Regions from separate parts of the Mus musculus genome. Here regions 1 and 2 are each linked to region 3. Evidence: chromatin contacts called from public HiCAR-type and HiChIP or PLAC-seq data. All regions are on one chromosome and are shown on one strand. Each heading gives the region's core, a stretch centred on a gene start, on an enhancer-like site or on the middle of the called end of the contact. The rest is flanking DNA. Distances are from core to core; before and after follow the strand shown.

Region 1 (3,867 bases), core at 278-2,777, 260 kb before region 3:
GGCGTACTTGTGCGTGTGCACGCACACACACACACAATTCTGAAAAGAATGGGCATTATGAAAGCCCATGACTGTGGTAGGTGATTCATTTAAGATTCATTTAAGCAGAGACTGATACTTCATAATAATTCAATTATACTTGCAGAAATAATATCATATTATTTCTGAAATATTATTTTTGAAAATGTTTATGAAAGAAGCAATTGACCACATATTTAATTCTTACATGCTATATGCACAGATATTGTTGTCAGCTTCCTTTTACAAATCATGAGTCGTGATTAGCACCACACGACCATTAAGAGCGATTCACATCTAGGTTATAGCCGGAGCTCTTTTCTTCAGAGATTACTGCAAAACCAAACTAATTTGGCTGCAGTCTACCTTCTCTTATTCGTTCTTTGTACTACTCTCTCTAGCTGAACTCAGCTATAGGATGTTTTCTAATACAGTTCCTGGAACTTTTTAAAAGTTGTAGTGATTATGTCACAACTCCGTGTTTATGAAGAAGTTACTGTTGAAGTTGTCACTCGTGAGTACCCACTAATGTACCTGGGTGAGGGGACACCACAGTGAAGAAAATGGACATGACCTTCATTGTTATGGAGTTAGGCAGTTAGACATCAAATAACAAAAGACGCATTAAATTTTAGGTAAATTCAGGGGAATGAATAGAAGACGGACAAGAAAAACATGAAAATCCTAATTTAAACCCGAGGTAAGGGATCAGAGAATTCTATCAGAAACTACACAAAAGTGTTGGTTCCTCCCCCCCCCCCCGCCCCCTGTAGGATGCAAGGTGCTAAACCCCTCAAAGAACCCCACGAGGGTGCTGCTGCCTCAGCAGTGAGGTCCTGGCGCCCCATTGTTCGGACTGGCTGATGGACTTAGCCAGTTTCTGAGCCGGCGGGGACGCCGATGCTGTCCTATATTGTGACACGGGGAGAGTTTTCATCCCGCGAACTTTTTGATTCTACCCTCTACTCCCACCCGGTGGCTTCCTTCTTAGCATCTTTCTGCTTGGTTGGTGCCCCTTGGGTTGCGACAGTCGCTTGTCCGTTCTGTCTGCTGCAGGAGCCTCACTGGAGTTGTTTCCTCTCCTCATGCCCCTCAAGCCTGTTACTTCATGGCGACAGCTGGCGGCCGGGTCTTTTCATTTGGCCACGCGGCCATCCTCGCCCGCCCGCAGGTGCGCCGGAGGCACCTGGTGCCGGGCGCTCCTCGTCCTTGGCGGCCCGCGGCCCCGCACGAGCGCTCGGATTGTGTTCCGGGCTGGCTGCGCCCGGAGCGCGCCCGCAGTCTGTGCTCGCCCCCGCGTCTCCTCGCGCCCGCGGCGGCCCCGGACGGCGCGCGTCGCCTCGCGCTGGTCCTCAGGCCAACCAGCGCCGGCCCGAGCGGCGCGAGCACGGGACCGGCGCCCCGGCTTCCCACTCGGGCCGGCGGGCTCGTGGGTTCGTTCGCCCCGCCCCCTCCCCACAGCGCCGCCGCTGGGCGCTTGCGCGGGGCGCGTGGCCGTGGCTGGGGTCTCCGCCGCAGCCCGAGCAGCCGCCTCCGCCTCAATCAGTCAGTCAGTCAGTCCCCAGCAATGGCGGAAGGAGGTGAGCGAGAGGAGCTGCTTTCGCCGCCGCCGATCTCTCCGGCCAAGAGGCTGTGCTCTTGGCCCAGCCCGCAAGCTCACCACCCCCGCGGGACTCCCGGGGCAGCCGGCGGAGGGGCGGGGGGCGGCGGCGGCGGCTGCCTGGCCCCCGGGGCCCGCCCCCACCTGCAGCCGGAGTCCTTGCTGGACTGCGCCGCCAAGACGGTGGCGGAAAAGTGGGCGTACGAGCGGGTGGAGGAGCGCTTCGAGCGGATCCCGGAGCCGGTGCAGCGCCGCATCGTCTACTGGTCCTTCCCGCGGAATGAGCGGGAGATCTGCATGTACTCCAGCTTCCAGTACCGGGGCGGCCCGGGAGCCGGCGCGGCTGCCGGCGCGGCGGGGGCTTCGCCGGTCGAGGAGGGGCCGCCGCCACCCCCCGGGGCCGCCGCTCCGGCCGGCTCCGCCCCCGGGGCCGCCGGGGCGGGCTCGTCCCCCGGGCTGGGCGCTGGGACTGGAACGGCGAGCGGCGGCTGCGGCGGCGGCGAGGGGCTGCCGTTCCGCCGGGGCATCCGTCTGCTGGACAGCGGCTCCGTGGAGAACGTGCTTCAAGTCGGTAGGTGCTGCCCGGCCCCTCTCGGCCCCCTGCCTCTTCTGCAGGTGCCTTCCCAAGCCCTGGGTCAAAACCCAGGCTTTCTGCCCAACTCCGGCATCCCCGCCAAGGACAAAAAAGTGGCATAAAAAACTTTTCCCAAGGTTTCCTTCAGGTCCACTACTGCTCTTTCCCCTACCGGCTGCCCTATTTCTTTTTCTTTTTGTTTGAAGAGCGAGTAGGTCTCTCTCTCTCTCTCTCTCTCTCTCTCTCTCTCTCTCTCTCTCTCTCTCTCTCCCCCCTATACTCTCATACTAAAGGAATAACCGTGTGATGTGCCCTTTTCGAAACGCGTTTTACTGATTTAAGTTTAGAGGGAAAGGAGGGAAAGGGAGCAATAGGTTTTAGAGGGAATGTTTGAGGGACAGGCTGTCACAGTCAATCTGTAGTTATAGCAGATTGAATCTGAGTGTAATTAACTTTCACATCGGAAAAAGCAACAGAATACTGTGCATTTTAGACAATTTAAATTGTCTGTTTTAATATCCCTCCCCCCGACCAGTGATGCCTGGGAATCTAGGCTGCAGATTAACAATAACGGAAGATGGAAATGTGACAGCTTCTCTTTTCTACACCCCCATCCATGGGAAAGGGGGAAAAAAGCTACACAATCTGGAGTGGGGGCGGGGTCTGCCTTCCTTGTCAGACTGGGGTAAATCAAAAGCCAGTCACGTTGGATGTTTCAAATGCTTTCATTTAACGCGTCCTCGTATTCGCTTTTGTTTTATCTTTTTGTTTGTACAAAAATGGAAACTGATTTTAAAAAATCTACTCGTTCTCTTGAGCGTCTAGTTAGTTTGTTAATCTTATTAAGTATTTAAAGTGTACCTGATTTGTGAAATGATTACGGAGGAAGAAAGAAACGACATTGTTTAACATTGATTTGCTATGCATAATATTAAAACATTTATGGGGGGTCCTATTTGAATTATTATAGCATTCTGGAAGTGCACATCTCTATGCACATTATTGTACACTATATGCTTATATTTACTAAGGGAAATAGTGATTTCTCTAAAGTTGAATGAAGGACATTTCACAGGCTCAGGGACACATGCATATATATAAATCCAAACATCCAGCTGTCTTCTCTTCAGGTAAAACCAACATATTTGGAATTATTTTCCTTTGAAAACTAGTACATCACAGTTTCTTACATAGAACAGTCTCTCCTAGTTATTAAGAATGAATAGATTCTGTCGTATTTTTAAAAAGCATATTATAATTTTTAAATAAATATGAAATGAATATTCATTCTGCTTATTTGAAAGATGCTAGTGCTTTGTGTATTTGTGTATATTTTAGAAAGAATGAGTTGGATAAATAGGCAATTAGGGTAGACAGCTTTAATATTGAAGTGTTGAAAACATGAAAATTAATGTGTTTCATTTTATTAATCTATAAGCTTTAATCTTTCTGAGAGCTTAGGACAGTTAACTTTTAAAGATTCTTATTTAAAACATTATAAATTGGTAAAAGTTAGTTCAAGTGGTTGTCTTAGGGATAGAAATGGGTTTGAAAGAATTTCAAATTTTAAGGGAACATATAAGGGAGATGAGTTTTATTTCCCCACCCCCACCCTCCCAGTGCTGGGAATTGAACCTAGGGCCTCTGGCATGCTAGGCAAGCCTGCTACCATAGA
Region 2 (3,836 bases), core at 598-3,097, 370 kb before region 3:
CCCATCTTTCTAAGCAGCTGGAGCTACAGGTCTGTCCCACGAGGTTCAACCAATGTGAGGAACTTAGCGACATAATATGTGGCCTCACTGTAGCCCAGCAGATGCCATGTTTGCTATATTAACACTACTTGTAGATTTTTGTTGTTCTTCTTGCTTTTGTTTTTTTTTTTTTTTTGAGACAGAGTCTCTCTATGTATCGCTGACTGTCTTGGAGCTTGATCTGTAGATCAGACTAGCCTCAAATTCAATAGATTTACCTACCTTAGAGTGATGGGATAAAGCAACTGTACTGCCACACCTGGCTTGTTTGGAGATGTCCTTAACTAAATTTTAAAGGATTGGTAGAATTTTTGAAAAGTAGGTTCCAAAAATACTTCTTCAAGCAACAGTGTAAACGTATGAGAACTTAGACCCTAAGCAGGAGTGGCAAGTTATATAACTACAATAAAGAATGATGTTAGATGTGATAGGAGATAAGGAGGGCTGGACCAGAACGTTCAGACCTTTTGCAGTTTTTGTGTTTATTATTTTTCATTTTTAGGTCTTTGGGGACAGAATCTCATGTTGTCCCAGCTGGCCTCGGCCTTTCAGTGGACCTGAGAATACCTTAGAACTGTTGTCTTCTGAGTCCCGCTCCCACAGGCTGAGGCTGTACCTTTGTGCCACCATGCCCTGCTCTCAGTACTGAGTAACACGTTGAGGAATTTAGTCCGCAATCAGGGCTGTAAAACTTTCAGTAACCAGGAGCTCAGGAAGGAAAGGGGTTGGGTTTTGTTCCTTTAAATTATTTATTTTAATCTTTTTTTATATGTATATGCATTTTACCAGCATGTGCATATGTGTGTGTACCAAGTGAATGTCTGGTTCCCACAGAGGTCACAAGAAGGTATTAGACCTCTTGGAACTGGGAGTTACAGATGGTTGTAAGCCACCATGTGGGTGCCAGGAACCAAAGGAACCAGTGCTCGTAATTTTTTAAAGTTTAAAAAAATTTTTTATTTTATGTATATGAGTGTTTTGCCTGCTTATATGTAAATGTGCTACATGTATGCAGTGTCCATAGAGGTCAGAAAAGGATGTTGGGTTCCTAATAACTGGAATATAGATAATTGTGGTTCTGAGAACTGGTCTTCTAGACGAGCAGTTATTGGTCTTAACCACTGAGCCATCCATCACTCCAGCCCCAATAAGAAGTCTTTAAAAGAATTAAGGCGGAGAGCGATGGGAGGAGACCTGATGTTGACCTCTGATCTCTTACTGTGCACACATAGAATACTGTATCTGTACTCGCGCACACACACACACACACACACACACACACACACACCAGCACATTTGGAATAGTGTACCTATGTACACACACAAAAACACACATACACACCAAAAATAAATAAATAAAAATAAAACAAGATCCCAATTTTCTTCTTGATATGAATCAGTATATAATATAAAACTGAAAATAACAAATTTGAGCCCTCACTAGCTTTTAAGCACTTGCCTAAGAACGCACTTCCAAGGCCTGGAATGGTGGTGCATTCCTTTAACCTCCAGCACTTGGGAGGCAGAGGCAGGCGGATTTCTGAGTTTAAGTCCAGCCTGGTCTACATAGTAAGTTCCAGGACAGCCAAGGCTGCACAGAAAAACCCTGTCTTGAAAGAAAGAAAGAGAGAGAAAGAGAAAGAGAGAGAGAAAAAAAGGAAGAAAGGAAGGAAGAAAGGAAAGAAAAGGGAAAAAAGAAAGAAAAGAAAAGAGCACAGCTTCATTCTGAGTCACTTAAGTAAATGCTGGCTCTCATGATTGAGGAGGGAGTGGGCAATCATTCAGAAGCTAGGTGCAGTAGCACAGGAGGAGCACGTGTTCAAGGCCACCCACACATACATTGTAAATTCAAGCCCATCCACCCTGTGCTACAGAAAACAACACAACAGCAGACGCACAAAACAAAATAAACTAAAACAAAGAAAGGGAGGAAGAGAGGCTCAGAATGAATCAGGAAGAGTGTGGTTTTATTTAAGTGCCTCCTGTTTTGAGACTGGGTTTCACTGTGTAGCCCACACTGACCTTGGACTTACAGTCCTGCTGCTGCAGCCAAAGTGCTGGAACTGCAAGTTCATGCCACCATATCTAGATGGCTTTTCAGGTTTTAATGTGGAAATGAACTTGTGCATAGAGCAGGCTGGCCTTAGAGTTCGATGACTCAAAGCCTTTACGTTTTGTAGGCTGGTACTATAAAGATACACCACCACACACAATTTATGTTTATGCTAGGCAAGACCTCTACCCATCAAACTATGCTCCCAGCCCAATGACACCACTTTGAGTGTATCAGTGCTAGTCGGCTGTGTAAGGAATGAGGTCAGGTAGAAAAGCAATGCTCCTAATTGTGATATAATGATGCCAAAGCAGGGTGGGAAAGAAAGCAGGTAGAAGACTGTCATATGATGTCTGTGCCTGTGGTTGTGTTCTGTGAGTGATAGGATGTTATTGCCTGACTTCTTTATAAATACTAATTAAATAAATCAAATACATCTTGGCTTCCCAGCCTAGTGCCTGCCTGGAAATATTCCTCCTTTCTTTTCTTTATGCCTTTGGAGACAAGGTCTCAGTACATAGTGGCAGTAAAATGCTGTTTTATAATCAAGCTCACTGATTGGGTGGTTATGACCTCTCACTCAGTAACTGCTTACACAGAACACTGTGTGTGACCCACACTGTCCATGGGAGCGTAGGAGCTAGGAGCTGGACTCTTTTAAAGAGGTATTTATTAGTAGTATTAATACTGTGTATGGAAGCCAGAGGACAGCTTTGTGGATTTGGCTCTCTCCTCCCTTTGTGTGGGTTCCAAGGATGGCACTCAGGTCATCAGGCCTCGAAGTAGGCTGTTTACCTGTTGTCATCGCCCAAGCTCAAGATCTGCACTTCTTTTTATTTTTTAATTAAAAAAAAAAAGTTTTCAATGTTTTTTTTGTTTGTTTGTTTGGTTGGTTGGTTTGTTTTGTTTTCGAGACAGGGTTTCTCTGTGTAGCCGAACTCAGAAATCCACCTGTCTCTGCCTACCAAATGCTGGGATTAAAGGTGTGCACCACCACCACCCGGCTTCAATGCTTATTTTTATTTTATGTGCATTGCTGTTTTGCTTGCATATACATCTGTTATGAGGATGTCGGATCCCCTGGAACTGGAATTAAAGACTGGTGTAAGCTGCCGTGTGGGTGCTGGAATTTGAGCCCTGGGTCCTCTGGAAGAACAGCTAGTGCTCTTAAGCACTGAGCCACCTCTCCAGCCAGCCCTGCTTTTAATGTTTTTAAACATTTATTTATTTACTTGCTCTGTGTGTGTGTGATAAGGAGATCAGAGGATAACCTGCAGGAGTCTGTTCTTTTTTTCCACAGTATTGGTCTTGGAGATAGAACTCAAGTTGTTCAGCCTAGTGGCAGACGCTTTTACCTGCTGGGGTGCCACACCAGTTCACACTGTACTCTCTTAATATTCCAAGTGGGGGAATCAGTTATGCCATAGAATAACTATACTTTCTAGTTCATATTATGATTGTTTCCTCTTCACAGTGGCTATAGGAGTTAGGCAATCGTAATTACTTCTGTTTTGGGTGTGAAAACACACACCCAGTTGTAGTCTGACTTCAGACTCAGATGGTCTCCGTTGATGCGAACCAGCAGTTACTCAAAGCAGAGGGAACATGCAGACCGGCAGCACGGGAAGAAGGAAGAGCTGTTCTGCTAATAGCCTAGGTCAGCCATGGCATCCTTTGCAGAGATGATGACATTTTAGTTGATCTTGGAAGGGGATTTTTCACAGTTCTATTACTCTGAAGAGAT
Region 3 (3,721 bases), core at 424-2,923:
TCTGCAAATACTCACTAGGCTGTCACCTCCCACTGTCTGTGCCAACACCAGCTGTCATAACCTTCATAAAGACTCACCTGCCTCACATGCTAGTTACACACACCCTGTCCCAGTGACCACAGCAGGGTCACATACACACACAAGGTATCACGGTACCATCATGATCTGTCATTCCCATTCAGTGTCTTACACATGCTGACTGCCTAGCCTATGTTTTCCCCATACATTTCCAAAAATCCTAGACACCCATCTGTGCCATACACTCATAAGATTGCTGTCCTTCTTCACCTAACCCAGTGACCTAGGTTGCCACCTCTACTGTCACACATACAGAAAACCCATCATTACCCCTTCCCTGGTTATCCCAAGTACATATCTGGTCACCTTGTACATCATCTGTGTCACAAACAGGCTGTGGCCACCATCCCCTCACTCACTTTTTCCTCTGCTCTGGGGGCTCTAATCGAGCTGCCAGCCCAAAATCCCCCACCTTCAGTTCCATGTTATCCGTGATGAAAAAATTTCCTAGACAGTAGCAGAGAGACGCGTCAGATTCTTAACGCCTTTCATCCCTCCGCAGGTCTCCACCCTTCAGACCAGACGCAGGAATCTCACCCAGCTTGAGATCTCTGTGTAAGATACCCCTCTGGTGCAAGTACTTGAGGCCAGAAAGGATCTGGCGCAGGTAGTAGCGAACCTCTGGTTCCAACAGGGTGTGTCGGGCCTTCCAGATGTGGGCCAGGGACTGCAGAAAGTCACTGTTTCAGACCCCGCTTGCCTTCCCAGACCCTCCCTCCATCTGTGTTTGCTAAAGATGACAAGAACAGCTTTGGATCTTAAGAACCCGCTTCCTCCCCTACCCCTGTTCCCAATGAACCCACCCCGCCCCCATTCCGGACCTTTCGGCTACAGAGCTCCAGGAAAATGTATATGTTGTCAGCATCCTCGAAATGATGTGAAAAGCGAACGATATGGCGGTGCTGTAGGTCTCGGTGCAACTCTATCTCATTTAGGATCTGCGACAGGGGAGTGAAATCCTCATCTTTCCAGGGTTCCCACGCCACCATCCCCTCCCCATCCCTTGGACCGCAGGGCCTGGACCCACCTTCTCGCGCTGATGCGGCTTGGCGACGCGACTCTGTGGGATGACTTTGACCGCGTAGGCTATACCAGACTCGGTGTCAGTGGCTTCATAGCAGCGTGCGAAGCCCCCCTAGAAAGAAGAAGCTGCATCATCGATCTGGGCGCTCCGGAGTGGCCGGATCCGGCCCGTAGAGCTCCTCTCCACCTCCGGAGTGGCCCGGTCGGGTCCGCAGAGCTCCCCTCCACCTCCGTCAACGCTACCCCGGAGCCCCGACCCACCTTGCCCAACAAGCGACCCTTGGTGTAGGTACGGCCGCTGAGAGGGTCGGTGATGAGGCGACCAGGAGGATCCGGCGCCCGTGGCCCGGCCAGCACCTCAGGTTCCGATCGCGGGGAGGCATTGGCAGGCGGCCCCGGGCCGGCGGGGGGCGCGGACGGGGCAGCCGCGCGCGGGAAGGGGCGCGGAGACAAGAAGCCGGCGGCGGGCTCCATGCGGACGGCGCGGCGCAGCGCCTGCCGAGCTGGTTCTCGGTTCCGCCCGGCCCCGGCCGCGCGTGGCGCTGCCTGGTTTCTCTACGCTGCGATCGCGCCAGGGCAAGGGGGAGTCCGACGTTTTTATCAATGAACCCCTGCCCCCTCCCCGGTGTTTCGTCATCTCGAGCTCCGCCCCTTTCCTGGCTGCCAGGCTTGGAGAGGCCACGCCCATTGCTCCGCCTTACGTCACCTGAAAGATCTTCCCTTGCCTGGGCGTTCTTAAAGGCCACTCCTCCTGCTCTGGCCTTAAAGGAGCCCCGGTTGAGCTAGTCGCCTGGCAGGTGTAACCCTGCTCCGTTTCTCTAGGCTACCCAGTGCAAGTGACTCTTTTTTTCCCCTTCATCCTTAGAATGTGTGCTGAAGTCGGAGTGGAGGCCAGTTATCCGGAGGCCTCTTTCGAGCAACAGTAAGGGTTAGCATTCAAACTGGGGAGGAAAGACAGGGGTGTTGCAAACTGCTCAGTGCACATCACCAACACAGGTGGTTTCCTGCAAGCATCTCTTGCTCTGGTACAGAGCATGCTGCCCTCTTCGGGGACTGTGGAATAGCACGCTGCAGAGCCCGATTTACCTGGTCTGGGACTGTGCAATGGGTTTGTGGAACAGAGCCTGGTATTCAAGGTTTTATGTTTGCGTTTTGTTTTTCCAAGACAGGGTGTCTCTGTGTGGCCCTGGCTGTCCCAGAACCCACTATGTAGACCAGGCTGGCTTTGAAATCAAAGATCCACCTGCCCCTGCCTCCCAGTATTCACTGTTTTTCACCATGTTCCAGGCTACATCTTCTGCTACCCAATTCTACCTTATTATTCTTCTGAGGGAAAGGAGAGCTGAGGCAGAGTAGCTGTCATGTGATCCAGGCTGGCTTTGAACTCGAGGTCCTTCTGTCTTCACCTTTGACATGATGGGACTCCAGACCTGTACCTCTGCCCCAGACCCTGAGTTCCCCATCATATTCTCAAAAATACCTATTGCACCGAGTCAGCAGGCAAAAGGCCAGACAGTGAGGAATGAGAACTGGACACTCTTAGGTGCTAGAGACCTGCAACTGGGCAGTTAGCTTTGAAGTCCATTACAGATAAACTCAAGTAGGTGGCAGGAATCTATGATCTATGTGGAATCTTTTTCTGTGTGGGTTTTTTTTTTGGGGGGGGGGTGTTGTGGAGGGTTGTTTTGGTTTTTGTTTTGTTTTGTGACAGAGTTTCCAGGAAGCCAGGAATTCGACCTGTAAACCAGACTGGCCTTGACTTCCTACCTGTCTCTGCCCCTCCACCACTGCCCGGCTTCGATGTGAAATCTTTTTTTTTTTTTTTTTTTTTCCTTGAAATAGGTTTCTCTGTGTAGACTTGGCTGTCCTGGAATCATTCTGTAAACCAGGCTGGCCTCCAACTCAGAGATCTGCTGCCTGTCTCTGCCTCCAGAGTGCTGGGATTAAAGGAGTATGCCACCACCTGCCTAGTTTCCCCAGTGGAATCTTAATCCCTAAACTTTCTCCAGGGGTCACAGATCTCCTGCTGGCTGTGTAGCCTTCGTTTTCACTTGGAGCCATACATTCAGACCTCAGATTTACTGAAAACATCTGCAAAGTGGCAGGCGCTGCTACCAATAAGAATGGCCAAGGCTGCAGCCCTTACTTAGTTTCTGCAGTTTCTCTATTGTGGAAACAGACTTAAGTACATAAATAAAGTAATTACAGGCTGTGAAAAGTGCTAAGACGGAAGTAAACAAGGAGCACCCAGAAAAACCAACAAACACACACATACAGCTGTGAATCAGCTCCCTCCTTCCCCAGTGTCTGGTCTGGATCATAACCTATCTTGTTGGGATTATTGCATACGGCCGTCCCTGCCTTTGGTCTCATCTGCATTTCATCTTGCATGTACATACTGTGAAGACATGGACACACACACACACACACACACACACACACACACGTCCCAAAAAGCCTAAGACCAGGAGAAATATTAGTAGTTTAAATGATAGGGGTGGGCAGGAAAGTCCTAGGTGCTATGCTTAGCAATTTCCCTGGCGGAGAAGGTAGTGGTAGGGCCAGAAAGGACAAACTCTTCAGGTCACATGGCCTGAAGCACAGGTAGAGCTTCAAAAGA

What was found. HiCAR-type assays count read pairs that join an accessible place to other places. HiChIP or PLAC-seq counts read pairs in DNA pulled down with a chosen protein or histone mark.
Region 1: a contact with region 3 is called in an H3K4me3 HiChIP or PLAC-seq map of embryonic stem cells, with 17 read pairs. The contact joins the promoter of Zswim5 here to the promoter of Plk3 in region 3. A contact is called at or near these places in 1 of 39 promoter capture datasets (hippocampal neurons), 6 of 484 Hi-C or Micro-C datasets (embryonic stem cells and nephron progenitors), 13 of 115 datasets of contacts at active chromatin or transcription factors (astrocytes, craniofacial prominence, effector CD8 T cells and 7 more) and 2 of 9 other capture datasets (adipose tissue and pancreatic islet).
Region 2: a contact with region 3 is called in a HiCAR-type map of embryonic stem cells, with 2.5 times the contacts expected there. The contact joins the enhancer-like site here to the promoter of Plk3 in region 3. A contact is called at or near these places in 6 of 115 datasets of contacts at active chromatin or transcription factors (astrocytes, bone marrow-derived macrophages, embryonic basal ganglia and 2 more).

What each region holds. Positions count from the first base shown.
Region 1 is chr4:116,875,875-116,879,741 of GRCm38.p6, forward strand. It overlaps Zswim5 (zinc finger SWIM-type containing 5), which reads left to right and starts at 1,528. Exons shown (of 14, transcript NM_001029912.2): 1 at 1,528-2,189. The coding sequence starts at 1,586.
Region 2 is chr4:116,765,049-116,768,884 of GRCm38.p6, forward strand. All of the region lies in intron 3 of Tesk2 (testis-specific kinase 2), which reads left to right. Among named protein-coding and RNA genes, the nearest start is that of Toe1, 41 kb to the right of the region's middle. Within about 2 kb of position 1,848, at least 11 of the 459 cell types and tissues checked have an H3K27ac peak or open chromatin away from gene starts, as enhancers often do. A contact at or near this core is called in embryonic stem cells, where this site is marked.
Region 3 is chr4:117,132,290-117,136,010 of GRCm38.p6, forward strand. It overlaps Plk3 (polo like kinase 3), which reads right to left and starts at 1,674. Exons shown (of 15, transcript NM_013807.3): 1 at 1,363-1,674; 2 at 1,106-1,213; 3 at 900-1,016; 4 at 616-745; 5 at 438-525. The coding sequence starts at 1,575.